Regions from separate parts of the Sus scrofa genome. Here region 2 is linked to region 1. A link is a contact called in public Hi-C data. All regions are on one chromosome and are shown on one strand. The core of a region is the stretch at or near the end of the contact, and the rest is flanking DNA. Distances in the headings are between cores, read along the strand shown.

Region 1 (7,636 bases), core at 1,605-4,104:
AGATAAAATGAGTTAAAAAAAAAAAAAACTAGTTTGTTCATATGGGCTTTACATTAAAAATGGCAGAGGTAGTCTACCTTCTGTACTGTCTCTCCATATTCCTCAAAACTACACTACGAGACACCAGTAGCAGCATAAATCCAAAGTAAACAGAGAAAAAGAAGGGACTTCCACGTTATATAAGGAAATGGCTTAGAGAATTTTTTTTTTTTTTTTTTTTTTTGTCTTTTCTAGGGCCCCACCCGCAGCATTTGGAGGTTCCCAGACTAAGGGTCTGATCAGAGCTGTAGCCACCGGCCTACACCACAGCCACAGCAACGTGGGATCTGAGCCGCATCTTTGACCTACACCACAGGTCACAGCAACACCAGATCCTAACCCACTGAGCAAGGCCAGGGATCGAACCTGCAACCTCATGGTTCCTAGTCAGATTCGTTAACCACTGAACCATGACGGGAGCTCCTAAAAAATCTTGATCTCCATTTTCTCAAAGCAATGAGTTCTTGCTTGACAGGCTGCATTAGAATTAGAGAAATTTTTACATATGCCTAAGAATTACAAATGCCTCAGATTCTGATTCAAATATAGGGTCTGGGAGTCTATTCTTAAAAAGCTTTCCAGACAATAACACTGTGATTATGTTAAAAATAAAGAAACCTCATCTCTAGAAATGTATCCTAAAATACTAATAAAGTAATATTTGATATGATAGTCTGGAATTTGCTTCAAAATAATTGGTGAGGGTAGAGTGGATGGGGGTATATAGGTGGTACAAATTCATTCATGATTTGATCATTGTTTAAACTGGATGACAACTATACAGGAGTTCATCACACTGTTCTCCCTGCTTTGAAACATGGACAGTGTTTCAAATTTTCCATGAAGTGTTTAAACAAATTCCAGCCTATTCTAATTGAGAACCAGTAACTAGTCCACTGAAGAGGATGGCCCCACTGCCACTGTTTCTATCATTTACTTGTATGATTTAGTATTTTCAGTTTAGAATTTGAAAGCTACAAACTATTAATATGCTTAGCTTTGGAAGAAAGCCCTTCCACGGATAACGTGACATTTCTGTGGCAGGCATGAGTGCAGCTGACTAGCAGAAAGATTGTTTACTCCAAGTTCAATAGTCAGCAAAATCTTCAGGAAAAGTGGCAAAATAATTACAACTACAATTGAAAAATGTTTAAGTGAAACATTTAGGGAAGAAATAAAGAGAGCACATTGAGTATAAAATCTTAGATTCTGAAGAGACTTTAAGAATTATCTGAATCCATTTTCTTATTTCATGAATAGCAAGACTGAGGTAAGGGAAAGAATGATCCAAATAGACTCCATTTCAAATAGAGCAACCTGCTTTTATTCAGGATGCCAGTTACTGCAGTCACCATTTGACAAATAATACATTACTTAGATCCTGAGTCATCAATGTAGGGAAGTGGGTACAAAGCTTTGAAAGAAAGCTTTGAAGAATTTTGAAGAAGTTCAGATGGCTGAAGAGACAGCCCAAATGTTGAGAAAGAAGTCCCGAAGTGGGAAAAGAAAGGAATGGAGGAGAAACACCGAGAAAACATCTTCACTTCTTTTTGTGATTATGTTCTCAGTTGGTACTTGAAAAAATAAACTGGAGAATCCATATTTCCCACGCTATCAACCTGGCAAATTATTCTCTCTTTAGGAAAGTAAATAAAATAAAACCCCACACTGGTAGGAAGGGATAAGTGACAAGAAACATCAAACAGACCCCCCAGCTGCTCAATCTGTTTTTCTACTTCATTTTATTCTACCTGGAGGAATTAATGTATTTAATGCCAGCAGCTCTAAAAGGGATTAGAAACATTCAGGTGGTAATCACATTGCTGTCAGCTCCAACTTTGCTTTTTGTGGGGTGAATACAAGTTTTCTCCTCCCTGAAACAAGTCCTTGGAATTGAGAACAAGGTCTTCAAGGCTGCTGTGGATTGTTCGTTTTCAGCGGTGGTAACATGATGAAGTACTACTGGGAAGTGGAGAAATTCTGGAATTAACCTGCTCTGGCTCTTGAGTAGCGGCTGGAAGAAAGAAGCAGCTCAGCCACCATAACTATAAAGTATGAGATGAAAATGAGCAGTCCACCAAATGATGTCCTTTGTTGACCCCCACTAGGAGAAATTATTCAAATAAGCACGTGGTTGCCACTCACAGCCATGCCAAAGGGGAAAAGGGATCTGAAATGCTGAGCTCTCAGAAGAGCAAAGATGATACTCAGACAGAGAAGCTGTCAGGAAACAGAAATTCATTTGCCCACCTCAGGGCAGATGAGAGAAACGGCCACCTAAATGTGGCCCTCAGGTAATCCACCCTCCCCAAGGCCCACAACCTACAAATTCATCGATACCCTAGCAAAGGGTACCCGTGTCTGTTGGGAGAACCAAGAGTTAGGTCTGTTGTCCTCATCCGAAAATGCGGCCAGCAGAGGAGTCGCCTAACAAGAACTCCACCTCCGGGCTATTTTGAGGCAGCGCGGCGAAAGGAATGATCATTCAACATCGCAGTCCCCGAGAGAGCCTTTAGTTCCCAAAACCATAACTCAGGTCAGTGTGATAAGAAAGAAATCCCCAAACGGAGGAGGAGCCCCGACACCCACCCTGCTGCAGCCTCGCCCCCCGCTGGGGGCGTGGGAGCGCTCACCTTGGAGTCGGGCAGGCTGAAGAGGCTGGGGTCGTCGGTGCTCCCCACCATGATCTTATGCTCCTTGCCCGGGGCATGGCCGCCCGCGCCGTCAGCGCGAGCAGCCTTGGCGCCGTGGCGCTCCCCGGCCACCCGCTCGCTGGCGGTGTTTCCCATGGCTGCAGCTCGGAGTCGGGGGCCACCTGCCGTGCGGAACACAAGGCTAGGAACACCCCGGCGGCTGCGTCAGGAGCACCCCCGGCCCCGCCCCTGTGCCTGGGGACCCGGGCAAGGGAATCCCCGCCCCAGGGAGGCCGTGCCCGGGGGACAACCTCCCCCTCCCCGGCCTCCAGAAGCGCCCGGAACCCCCAAACCCCCTGGTTGCCGGCGGCTCAGGAAACTCGCTTTCGGGAACTCCCCCTCATCCCTGCGCTCACAGTCCAGGGGCGCCCGCCCCCGCCCAGTCACCTCCTGTAAATTCTCCCTCCTCCCGAGGCCAATGGTGCGATGGCTGTTCCGCTGAGAAGCCACCAATAAAGTTATTGAAATTGAAGCCGCGCCCGGGGCTAGCGAGCCGCGGTTCCTCCTAAAATGGCCACGAGGCCAGCGGCGCGGTGCCCGCCTAGCGCGCACTCCCTGTGGCCGTACCACCGCGGCGCCCGGGGCCCGCCGGCCTCTCTAGCCACCGCCGGCTCGATGGTGGGCAGCGGCGCGCAGCCTCCAGGGCCACGCGGGGGCGCCCGCTCCGCAGTCCGCGGCACGCAGGGCTGAGATCGCTTCACTGGCGAGGCTGTGCTGAGACTCGGTTGGTTGAGCCCCAGGGCCTGCCCTCCGGAGGGGGTGGTCCCCGAGTGACTCCAGGGCTCCGTACCCAGAGGAGCGACTTTGCCTTTCTTTCTTATGTTGTCTTTCTGGGGGGCTTCCCTGAGAGGTGGGTTTCTACAGGAATCAAGAAAGCGGGCTTCCAACAGAAGGCTGAGGAAGTAGTGGTAATTGCTAAGTGCTGTGGGAAGCAGTCAGCTGGACTGGAGCCGCGGGGAAGGAGGAGTGATGAGGAGATAAATCTTGACAAATGGTTAAACTTCGTCTAAGGAGAAGGAGAAAGCCCTGCAAGGCTAAGAAACAGCACTTGGTATGAGCAACCCCTGAAGAAATGAAATTCAAGAAAGAATGGAAACATCAGAAAGAACATTAAGGCAGAAACGGGCAGCGACAGGCCTCAGGTTGTGACTCATTCACGTTTTGAGTGATAGTTAATGAGATTGCTATGGGATTTACTCATTCTTCCTTTGTGTTATTAGACGCACGCATGTTTCATGACCTACTGGAAGCTCTTGTCACTCAGCCTGTGTTCTAGTGAGGAGCAGCATGGGCGTCACCTGGGAGCTTGTTAGACATCCTGAATCTGAGGCCTCATCCTACAGGATCAGAATGTGCATTTTAAACAAGATCCCCAGGGGAATGTGTGTGTGCATTAAAGTGTAAGAACCCCTGCTTTGACAGCTGGCAGAGAGCAACTCTAGGTTTGATTCTTCGTCATAGTCTTGCTTGTCCCGTGAACAGACTAAACTCACTAAGAAACATTTTCAGAATGAAAGTTCCATGAATACTATTTATTACATGTCTAACAGGGCAATGTCACTTAGGCTTAAACATAGCTGGCAAGGGGGAACTGCAGGTCACACAAGGCCACCTTTCTGAATGAGCAGCTCTGTTTGTGGAAAAGTCCATTTTTTATATTAAGTTGAAAACCCATCCACTTAAGTCCGGCAAATCCACTGTTTCCCCTTTTGGTTTGCTCTGCCCCTAATAAACTCAGTTATTCTCTTGCTCTTAACCAAAGACAGTTTACAGGAAACAGGTGCAATTTTTAACTGCAACCTCTTGCTCACTCCTGCAAAATCTTTACTGACTAGTTACCTCCTATTTGGATAATCTTACCCCCTTTTCATCCCCCAATTCCTTTTATTCTTTCCCCAGGACTCTGAAGCAAGTCCCTCAAAGGACACAGACATTAAACCTTACCTTGTGTACTCTTCAGCTTTCTAATGCCAGGGTGATTTCTCCATGCCAAATAAGATGTCCCTCATTTGTATTTCCTTAGAGTAGTCAAATCAATATTGGAAAAGCTAACCAAGTATTATATTAGCCAATGGAAAACTTAAACTCTTTATTTTCATCTTTTTAAGGCCACACCCATAGGATATGGAGGTTCCCGGGCTAGGGTTCGAATCGGAGCTACAGCCACAGCAATGCCAGATCCAAACCACATCTGTGACCTACACCACAGCTCATGACAACGCTGGATCCCTTAACCCAAGAGCGAGAGGCCAGGGAGCGAGCCTGCGTCCTCATGGATGCTAGTCAGATTCATTTTCACTGAGTCACGACGGGAACTCCCAAGAAGACAAACTTTTTGTAAAGCTAAGCAGAAATGATTTTTTTGGATTATTTGCCTTGGGAGATTATCCATGACACTGTTCTGTTCTAATAGCATTTGTAAATCAGTCCTCGGTTAGTAATAAAAGTTAACTCTGCATATTGGATTTTTTAGACCTAGGACAGAAGTATTTAGACACAATCGGGGGGATTAATTGCTTCTCCCAGGTCCAGTTTGTTTTTTTCTTATATTCAAGAATAACTAGGTAACAAAAGAAGCTCTCTTAAGCAATATCAGTATAATTTCTCTCTTTAGGCTTGCCCCAATGTCCTATCTTTGCTTCCACAGAGAAAAAGAAGGAGGCAATGGACAAAATAATTGGTGGGGGTTCTCTTGATGTTACTGCATCTCAAATATTATTGCCACTGGTCTCCTCAAATCAGCCATTCTGCCTGAGAAACTGAGGAAAATAACAGAGAGCATGGGAGACCTCACAGCACAATATGCTTTTATGCACCTTACCTGAGGTGTCCTCCCCCTCTGAGAGGTGAGGATGAGGGAGTCGGGGAGGAATATATTGACTTTACAGAACTGGATGGCAGGTTAGATTGGGCATCTGAAGGTTTACTTTTCCACCTTCACTCACCAGGTCCCATCTTCATTTGTGATCAGGGATGAGTATGACCTCTCTGTGATTTCCATTTCAAAACAATCTGATCTTTTTAATGAAGTTAAACCTACACTTAACATGGAGATTAGCAATCCCACTCCTAGCTATTCAAGTGAAATAAAAACAGGCTCACAGGGAGTTCCCATCGTGGCGCAGTGGTTAACGAATCCGACTAGGAACCATGAGGTTGCGGGTTCGGTCCCTGCCCTTGCTCATTGGGTTAAGGATCTGGCATCGCCGTGAGCTGTGGTGTAGGTTGCAGATGCAGCTCGGATCCCGCGTTGCTGTGGCTCTGGTGCAGGCTGGTGGCTACAGCTCCGATTCGACCCCTTAGCCTGGGAACCTCCATGTGCCGTGGGAGCGGCCCTAAAAAAGGCAAAAAAAAAAAAAAAAAAAAAAAGAAAGAAAAGAAACAGGTTCACACAAAAACGTATCCATTAGTGTTTATTTATATAAAATGTAGGTGGCATGACTCATATTCACCCCAATGTGGAGACAACACAAGTGTCTTTCACTGGGTGAATATATAAACAAAAAGTGGTATACATTTTTGTTATGGTATTTATTATTTATGTTTATTATAGTATTCATAATTGGAATACTGCTCAGCAGTGAAAAGGATTAACCTCTTGCTACCCACAACATGGAGGAATCTCAAATGATTATGGAAAGTGAAAGAAGCCAGAGATGGAGTTCCCTTCGTGGCTCAGCAGTTAACAAACCTGATAGCATCTATGAGGACACAGGTTCCATCCCTGGCCTCACTCAGTGGGTTAAGGATGCAGTGTCGCGGTGAGCTGTGGTGTAGTTCGAAGGCGTGGCTAGGCTCTTGTGTTGCTGTGGCTGTGGCATAGGCTGGCGGCTACAGCTCCGATTGGACCCCTAGCCTGGAAACTTCCAGATGCTTCTGGTGTGGCCCTAAAGACACACACACACCCCCACCCCCCACCCCACCCCACCCCCACACACAAGCCAGGGTTTATCTACATGACATTCTGGAAAAAGCAAGATATAGGGTAAGAAAACAGATCAGTGCTTTCTAGGAGTTGAGGGTAGGAAGAAGGGTTGACTATAAAGCAGCATGAGGAAATCAGGTGGAGTTCTGGGACACTTCTGTATCTTGATTGTAATGGTGTTAAGCATCTGTTAAACTTTGCAGTACTGTGCACTAAAAAGGGTGATTTTGTTGTATGAAAATTATACCTCAATTAAAAAAATACTGTTTTAAAAATTGGCTTAGGAAGAGGAAAGACACAAGATTATACACAAGAGACTATTCAACCATTGTGGAAACTATGTTTTAAAAAAATACTATTTGTGTTCTTTGTTCCAGCTTTATTGCGGTATAACTGACAAAAGTACATGTTTACATCATGATGATCTGATACAAGTAAACACTGTGAATGATAACCACAATCAAGTTAATTAACACAACCATCACGTCATATCCTTTGTGTTTGTGTGTTGAACAATGCTTTGGATTTAACTCTCATAGCAAATTTCAACTATTCCAAACACAGTATTATTAACTATAGTAACCATGCGGTACATTATATTCTCAGAAGGTATAACTGAAAGTTTATACCCTTCGACCAACATCTCCCCATTTCCCCTACCTCCTGACCCCTGGCAGTCATCATTCTACCTGATGTGACTCTGAATTTGACTTTTTTTTCAAGATTCCATGTAGAAGTGATACCTTCCTTATATGTATTTAACCTTTAGTGAAGGTCAACTTTGTACAAGCACTAAGTGTTTTACACGAAAGAGTTTATTTAATCGTCACAGCAACCCCACAAGGCAGGTACTAGTGCATCTCTTTGTGAAACCTTCCTGAATACCCACTGCGGTAGTATAAATGCAGGCCTGGAAACCCTTGAGCCACCATAACATCCACAGGGAAAGCTCTCAAATTCTTCCCTGCTTACCCTCTTC
Region 2 (7,636 bases), core at 1,556-4,055, 47 kb before region 1:
AAAAAAAAAAAAAAAGAAAAAAGAAAGAAAATTAAGGTTAAAAATTCTTGATCATTCTAATAAATGGAAAAAATAATATTTCACAAAATTCAACACCCACTCATGTTCAAAGTTCTACGTAAATTAGAAATAGAAGGAAAATACCTTAATCTGATGAAGGGCATCTATGAACAGCCTACAGCTAACTTTATATCTAATGGTGAAAGCCTGAACACCATCTTCCGAACACTGGAGAAAAGGAAAAGATAGTAGTTCTCATCACTTCTTTCTGACATTGCATCAGAAGTCTGGCCAAAGCCTTAAGGCAAGAAAATTAAGTAAAAGCCTTAAAGATAAGGAAAAGTAAAACCTATCTTTGACATAATTGTGTGTGTAGAAAATCCTAAGGAATCTACCCCCCAAAAACCTGCCAGAATTAATAATGGAATATAACAAAGTGCTAGAGCCGCAACTTTGGAGACAGAGGAGGGTCTGTAGGCAAAGTGGACTCTGCCTCTCCCAAAGAGATATGAGGAGGAGGCGGGTGGTAAGACTAGTGAGGGGCCTGTACTGGTCTGAGCTAGGGCAGTTTTGATGGGCTAGAGAAAGGAAGGGATGTCTTCTCTCTGAGGCAGAGAAAAAACTCCAGGCACGACGTAGGAATATGATGGAGATCCAGGATGCCTAATGCATTGGCAGCTGGAGATATTGGCAGATACAGAGGGGATAAGGCCTACTTACAAACTTGAAATTTCATTTAAAAACTAAAAATTAAATAAGGACTAAATGTTCCTTAAGGAGAGGAGGTAGAGGACCTGAATGAAGGATTAGGGGAAGAATTGTCTGGCTTGCTGTGGAGAAGCATGTTGATCACCTCCATGAAGTCTTCCTTTACATGGTCTGCTGGACAAACCTCGAATTCCTGGATGTGCACATCACTGATGATGGAACCTCCAGCAGCAGAACTTGACTTGTGTGTTCTGAACTTCCTCAGGCCCTGCAGGCAAACAGTCTGCAAGGGAAGAGAAGGGGGAGTGGGGAGGAGGGGGTACCTGCCAGTTAACTTTAAGGAAACCAACAGTGTGCCTAATTTAGCCACCACACATTACAAAGGATTTACCTAACCTACAGTATCCCCACAAAAAGCAAAAGGAAATGCAGTGAAAATCAATGTGGAGCAGCTTCAGGCTTTCTAGGTAGAAAATATTCTTGGGTGAATCGATGCTCTTTGGTGGCAGAAGACACTTTAGGTAAGAAGGGCCTTCAGACCTTTCCAGTAAAATTTTCTATGAATAGAAGGAAAAAGTCATGACCTTTTTCAGTGGTGTCTTCTTGGAGCGGAATCCAGAAGGTTGCAGGGGGAGCCTTGCGAGTTCAGGACTTGACCCTCAAAGCTTCTCTGGCTCATCTCACTTTCCCCTCCTTAGGAGCCCAGACCTTGCTGCCGTGGGTTAAGGACAAGGACTCTCTAAGCAGGGATCGCTTTCTGGGGAGCAGGGTTTAGGGTTTAAGGAGATTACCCTGTTGAAGAAATTGTGGCAGCCGAAAGATACAAATGGCACCAGAAGATACAGAACAGCACCCTTGCAGGCTCAGAGGAGTCACCTCCAGAGTCTGAGCACCGAGTCTTGTTTTGGGTAACTTTTACACAATACAGACCTCGAGGTTTTCCTATGCAGGTAGCCCCGGACCTCTCCCTTTAGGCAGCAGTGTTCCTGCCTACGAAACTGAAACAAGGACCCCAAGGCACGAAGTTGCTACAAGATTACAAGAAGGGTGGTGTGCAGCAAGCAAAGCAGCTGACAGGCACAGTAGCTGCCTTTCCAGCTGGCGCGCCCGGGGCGGCGGCGGCGGGGGTGGGGGTGGGGGTGGGGGTGGGTCCCTAGTTAAAACTCTTCAACCCCAGACCCAAGTACAAAGTTTAGGACAACTGTGGCTCCTAGTGGTCTCAACAGAACTCAGAAGCTTGAGATTCTATTGGTAACCGTAGGAAAGGACAAAGGAAAATAAAATGAAATACATCCAACCTTCCGCTTGAACCCATGAGTCAGAAAGTTAGTCTCACCACCCCAAGAATGAGCTCAGAAACGCTATTTCATCATTGCACTATTTTCTACCTGTGTAGAAACAAGACATCCGTACAGTTACAAGGCGCGCGGTGTGAAGCGCCCTCTCGGTGCGGGATTCAGTGGGCGCAGCCTCTACGTTTTACCCGGGAGACCCAGGGTGACCCGACCAGCAGGTGGCACTGGCTCCGTCGCTGTGCCCCTTGACAGCTGCGCCTTGGATGCCAGCGCCCGGCAGAGCCTGCCGGGTCCAGCGAGAACACCCCGGGCTCGTCCCACTTCCCCTGCCCTCCACGTCCGTGTGGTCTGCCAGTTTCTGGGACTCTGACCCCTGAGCAGGAGGCGGCCAAACCCTGGGAACGCGGCTGCGATGGGCCTACGGCGGCAGGAGCTGGAGGGCCCCAGCCGGAGGTGGGGTTGGGGGTGTCGCGGAGCCCCCTTCCCAGGACCCAGACCGTGCAGTCTGAAAGCCGGGCAGAGGGGCCCTCTAGGAAGGGAAAGCATGTCCACTCAGCGCACCTTTGAAGCGCGAGTTCTTCTGGGGAGGAGACTGAATTCCGGCTGCGCAGAAAGAGACAGCTGGACCTCATCTCAAGGACAAGGTCCCACCGAGTCTCGCACTCGGATCACTGGATTCAGAGTCCAGAGTGCTCACCATTACACCATGGAACCGCCCATAGTTCACTGGGTCCGGCTGCTGAGCCAGGCCCCACGCAGCCCCGCGGGCCCGGGCCGGGCCCAGGCCCCGCCTCCCGCCCGGCGCGCTCCTCGGCCGCCCCCAGCCCGCTTCCTCCGCGACCACGCCGGGAGGGGCCGGCATCGCCCGCCCTCGGCCGCCCTTCAGAGTTGAACCTCGAGGATGAGAAGAAATCCATTGGGGTCGGCGACAGGGCAGGGCTTTCGGGCCTCCCCCAGGTCTGTCTGCTCTGCGGCATTTCTAGAATGTTCTGCCCTGAGGTAGGATTTCCGCCGGAAGAAAAATTCCTTTCTCCTTTGTAACTGTCCTCTTCCCACTGCCCTGAGAACTCTGAACTTCCTCAGAACAGCCCCTGGGACTTTCTGGTGACCCCTCTCTCGTCCCCCCACTCGGTTCTCGATCCCCCTCTCTCCTCCCCGGGTTCCATGCTGTCCTCCTCCTCCTCCTTCCCGCTTCCTTCATCCCCTTCACTACCACTCCTCTTCACTTTCCCTTCTCCCGCCCCGGTACACAGCACAGGCTATCAGACCGTGGGGAAGAGCGGCCACAGTCTGACCGGAAGGTGAGGAACATTTTCCATCAACGAGAGAAGCCCGAGTGCCTCTCAGGTCAGGACCTTCTGGGGGTTCTTTGATGGAGACAGTAGCCCAGCGTCCACAGCCAGAGCTTGAGGCCCCGACAGCGCGAGACTTCTGCCCGCCCCATACCGTCCTGGGGCTGGGGTGACTCCGAAGTTAGGAAACTTGGGTTCCGCGCAGCTCCTGGCTGGTTGGTCAAATCCGACGTCATTGAACCGCCAGCATTATTCTCTTTTAGGGCTTCAATTGGGAAAAAGTTCCCCTTATGGGCCCCTTGTGGATGGATAGTGGGGTACCGCGCACAGTAGTGGGGTGCAGTAGTTGCCAGAATAGTCAGACAACCCTGGGCCATACTCAGTCTAAGATGAAGAGATAGAAGAGGCTTTTTTCTTTTTTTGTCTTTTTGCCATTTCTTGGGCCGCTCTCGCGGCATATGGAGGTTCCCAGGCTAGGGGTCGAATCGGAGCTGTAGCCACTGGCCTACGCCAGAGCCACAGCAACGCGGGATCCGAGCCGCGTCTGCAACCTACACCACAGCTCACGGCAACGCCGGATCTTTAACCCACTGAGCAAGGGCAGGGATCGAACCCGCAACCTCATGGTTCCTAGTCGGATTCGTTAACCACTGCGCCACCACGGGAACTCCAGAAGGGGCTTTTTTCTAAGTGTATCGTAATACAATTTTCATTTTTAAAGTCATGTCACTATTGTACATATTCCAAAAGAGGATGAAAAAGCTAAACTGAAAACTGAAAAATAAGAAGTTCCCCATGGTGGCTCAGCAGTAACCAACCCGACTAGTATCCATGAGGGCACGGGTTGGATCCCAGGCCCTTCTCAGTGGGCTAAGGATCCAGCGTTGCTGTGAGCTGTGGTGTAGGTCGGCAGCTGCAGCTCTGATTGGATCCCAAGCCTGGGAACTTCCATATGCCCGGGTGCAGCCTTAAAAAAGACAAACCAAACAAAAAAACCTGAAAAATAAAAGTAGAACAAATGAATATAAGTACATATCAAATGATACTATAACTGGGATTCCCATGGTAGCTCTGCCGAACCATGAGGACACAGGTCCTATCCCTGGCCTTGCTCAGTGGGGTAAGGATCCCGTGTTGCCTTGAGTTGTGGTATAGGTTGCAGATGCAGCTGGAATCTGGCATATGTGGTGTGCCTATGGCGTAGGCCAGTAGCTGGGATTCCCTAGTCTGGAACCTCCATATGCCGCCGGTGCAGTCCTACAAAGACAAACCAAAAGAAAGGTAAGAGAACCACATAGAATATGATTAAGTCAAGTGCATTTTGAATTACTCACGGTGGAGTACATCCTAACGACATCTTGAACTTTATCTAGTGGGTTTAACCATTGGTCGTAGAATTGGTATAATAATTATGTTTTGTGTGTATTGTAAGCTAGAGCAAATCAGTGAAAACATTAATATTGTCAGGAGTCAAGGTTAGCAGCTTGGGAGGAGAAGGACAAAAATAGGAAATGGGAAAAACTGAGGAAGAACTTTATGGTGTTAGATTGGACTTTGATTCTTCAGTTTGTTAATGTGGTGTATCACACTGATGGATTTGCGGATATTGAAGAACCCTTGCATCCCTGGGAGAAATCCCACTTGATCATGATGTACAATCCTTCTAATGTATTGTTGGATGCGGTTTGCTAGTATTTTGTTGAGGATTTTTGCATCGCTGTTTATCCGTGAAATTGGCCTATAGTTTTCTTTTGTTGTGGAGTCTTTGTCTGGTTTTGGTACCAGGGTGATGGTGGCCTCATAGAATGAGGTTGGGAGTATCCCTTCCTCTGGGATTTTTTGCAATAGTTTCAGAAGGAGAGGTGTTAGCTCTTCTCTAAATGTTTGATAGAATTCGCCTGTGAAGCCATCTGGTCCTGGACTTTTGTTTGTTGGAAGTTTTTTCATCACAGTTTCAGTTTCAGTTCTTGTGATGGGTCCATTCATCTTTTCTATTTCATCTTGGTTTAGTCTTGGAAGATGGTACTTTTCTAAGAATTTGTCTATTTCTTCTAGGTTTTCCATTTTATTGGCGTATAGTTGCATATCGTAGTCTCTTATGATCCTTTGTATTTCTGTGATGTCCGTTGTTATTTCTCCTTTTTCATTTCTAATTTTATTGATTTGAGTCCTCTCTCTTTTTTGCTTGCTAAGTCTGGCTAGGGGTTTATCAATTTTGTTGATCTTTTCAAAGCACCAGCTTTTCGTTTCATTGATCTTTTCTATGGCTTTCTTTGTTTCTATTTCATTGATTTCTGCTCTGATCTTTATGATTTCTTTCCTTCTACTAACTTTAGGTCTTGTCTGTTCTTCTCTCTCGAGCTGCTTTAGATGTAAGGTTAGCTTGTTTATTTGGGCTTGTTCTTGTTTCCTGAGGTGGGCTTGTATTGCTATAAACTTTCCTCTTGGAACGGCCTTTGCTGCATCCCATAGGTTTTGGAGTGTCGTATCTTTGCTGTCATTTGCTGCCAGGTATTTTTTAATTTCCTCTTTGATTTCTTCAGTGATCCATTGGTTGTTTAGTAGCATGTTGTTGAGTCTCCACGTGTTTGTGTTTTTTGCCGTTTTTTTCTTGCTGTTGATTTCCAGTCGTATAGCGTTGTGGTCGCAAAAGATGCTTGATATGATTTCAATTTTCTTAAAGTTACTGAGGTTGGATCTGTAGCCCAGGATATGCTCAATCTTAGAGAATGTTCCATGTGCACTTGAGAAGAATGCGTATTCTGTTGCTTTTGGATGGAATGTCCTATAAATATCTATTAAGTCCATCTGGTTTAATGCTTCATTCAGGGCCTGTGTTTCCTTATTGATTTTCTGTCTGGTTGATCTGTCCATTGCTGTAAGTGGGGTGTTAAAGTCCCCCACTATGATTGTGTTATTGTAGATTTGTCCTTTTAAGGTTGCTAGCAGTTGCCTTATATATGGTGGTGAACCTGTGTTGGGTGTGTAGATATTTAAAATGGTTATATCATCTTCTTGGATTGATCCTTTGATGATTATGTAATGTCCTTCTTTGTCCCTGAAAATATTCTTCATCTTAAAGTCGATTTTGTCTGATATGAGTATTGCTACTCCAGCTTTCTTTTGATCCCTGTTTGGGTGAAATATTTTCTTCCGTCCTCTCCCTTTCAATTTGTATGTGTCCCTAGAAGTGAAGTGGGTCTCTTGAAGACAGCAGATATATGGGCCTTGTTTTTGTATCCATTCAGCCAGTCTGTGTCTTTTGGTTGGGGTGTTTAGTCCATTAACATTTAAGGTAATCATTGATATGTATGTTCTTAGTGCCATTTTATTAATTGCTTTGGATTTGTTTTTGCTGCTCTTTTTCCTTTCCTTCTTCTCTTGTTCTTTTCTGCCTAGAGAAGTTCCTTTCGTATTTGTTGTAAGGCTGGTTTCGTGTTGCTGAATTCTCTCAGCTTTTGCTTATCTGTGAAGGTTTTGATTTCTCCTTCACATCTGAATGAGAGCCTTGCTGGGTAGAGTCATCTTGGTTGGAGGTGTTTTCCTTTCATCACGTTGAGTATATCATGCCACTCCCTTCTGGCCTTCAGAGTTTCTGCTGAGAAATGCGCCAGTAGCCTTATCGGGGTTCCCTTGTATGTGATTTGTTTCTTTTCCCTGGCTGCTTTCAAGATTTTCTCTTTGTCTTTAATTTTGGTCCGTTTGATTAGTATGTGTGTTGGGGTGTTCCTGCTTGGGTTTATTTTGTATGGTACTCGTTGTGCTTCCTGGATTTGAGTGAGTGATTCCTTCCCCATGTTAGGGAAGTTTTCGGCTAGTATCTCTTGGAATATTTTTTCTGTCCCTTCTCTCTCTCTTCTCCTTCTGGCACCCCTATAATACGGATGTTGGTGCATTTCACGTTGTCCCAGAGTTCTCTGAGACTCTCTTCATTTGTTTTCAGTCTTTTTTCTCTTTTCTGTTCTGCATCCGTAATTTCCACTAATCTGTCCTCCACCTCGCTTATTCGTTCTTCTGCCTCGTGTGTTCTGCTGTTAGCTGCTTCTAGTGACGTTTTTATTTCAGTTATTGTATTTTGCATCTCTTCTTGTTGAAGTTTTATATCTTGTATCTCTTTGGTCAGTGTTTCCTGGAAGTTATCCATCCTTGCCTCCAGTTTATTTCCAATGTGTTGCATCTTCTTCAGCATCAACAGTCTAAAGTCTTTTTCCTGGAGGCTGAGAATCTCCTCCTCGCTTAGCTGATTTTCTGGGGTTTTTCCTTTCTCCCTGATCTGAGTTATAGTCCTCTGTCTTTTCATTTTTATAGGTTTTGGGTGTGGTGACCTTCTTACAGATAATA

The links. A called contact is a pair of places that touch in the nucleus more often than the background predicts.
Region 2: a contact with region 1 is called in a Hi-C map of liver, with 2.4 times the contacts expected there. The contact joins the promoter of CHD1L here to the promoter of PRKAB2 in region 1. A contact is called at or near these places in 1 of 5 promoter capture datasets (liver), 6 of 47 Hi-C or Micro-C datasets (heart right ventricle, liver and skeletal muscle) and 1 of 2 datasets of contacts at active chromatin or transcription factors (alveolar macrophages).

What each region holds. Positions count from the first base shown.
Region 1 is chr4:100,373,762-100,381,397 of Sscrofa11.1, reverse strand. It overlaps PRKAB2 (protein kinase AMP-activated non-catalytic subunit beta 2), which reads right to left and starts at 2,854. Exons shown (of 7, transcript NM_001243683.1): 1 at 2,673-2,854. The coding sequence starts at 2,828. All of the region lies in intron 2 of CHD1L (chromodomain-helicase-DNA-binding protein 1-like), which reads left to right.
Region 2 is chr4:100,420,897-100,428,532 of Sscrofa11.1, reverse strand. CHD1L (chromodomain-helicase-DNA-binding protein 1-like) reads left to right here and starts at 2,805. Exons shown (of 24, transcript XM_013993372.2): 1 at 2,805-3,002. TRNAQ-CUG (a tRNA gene) reads right to left here and starts at 2,717; the gene lies at 2,646-2,717.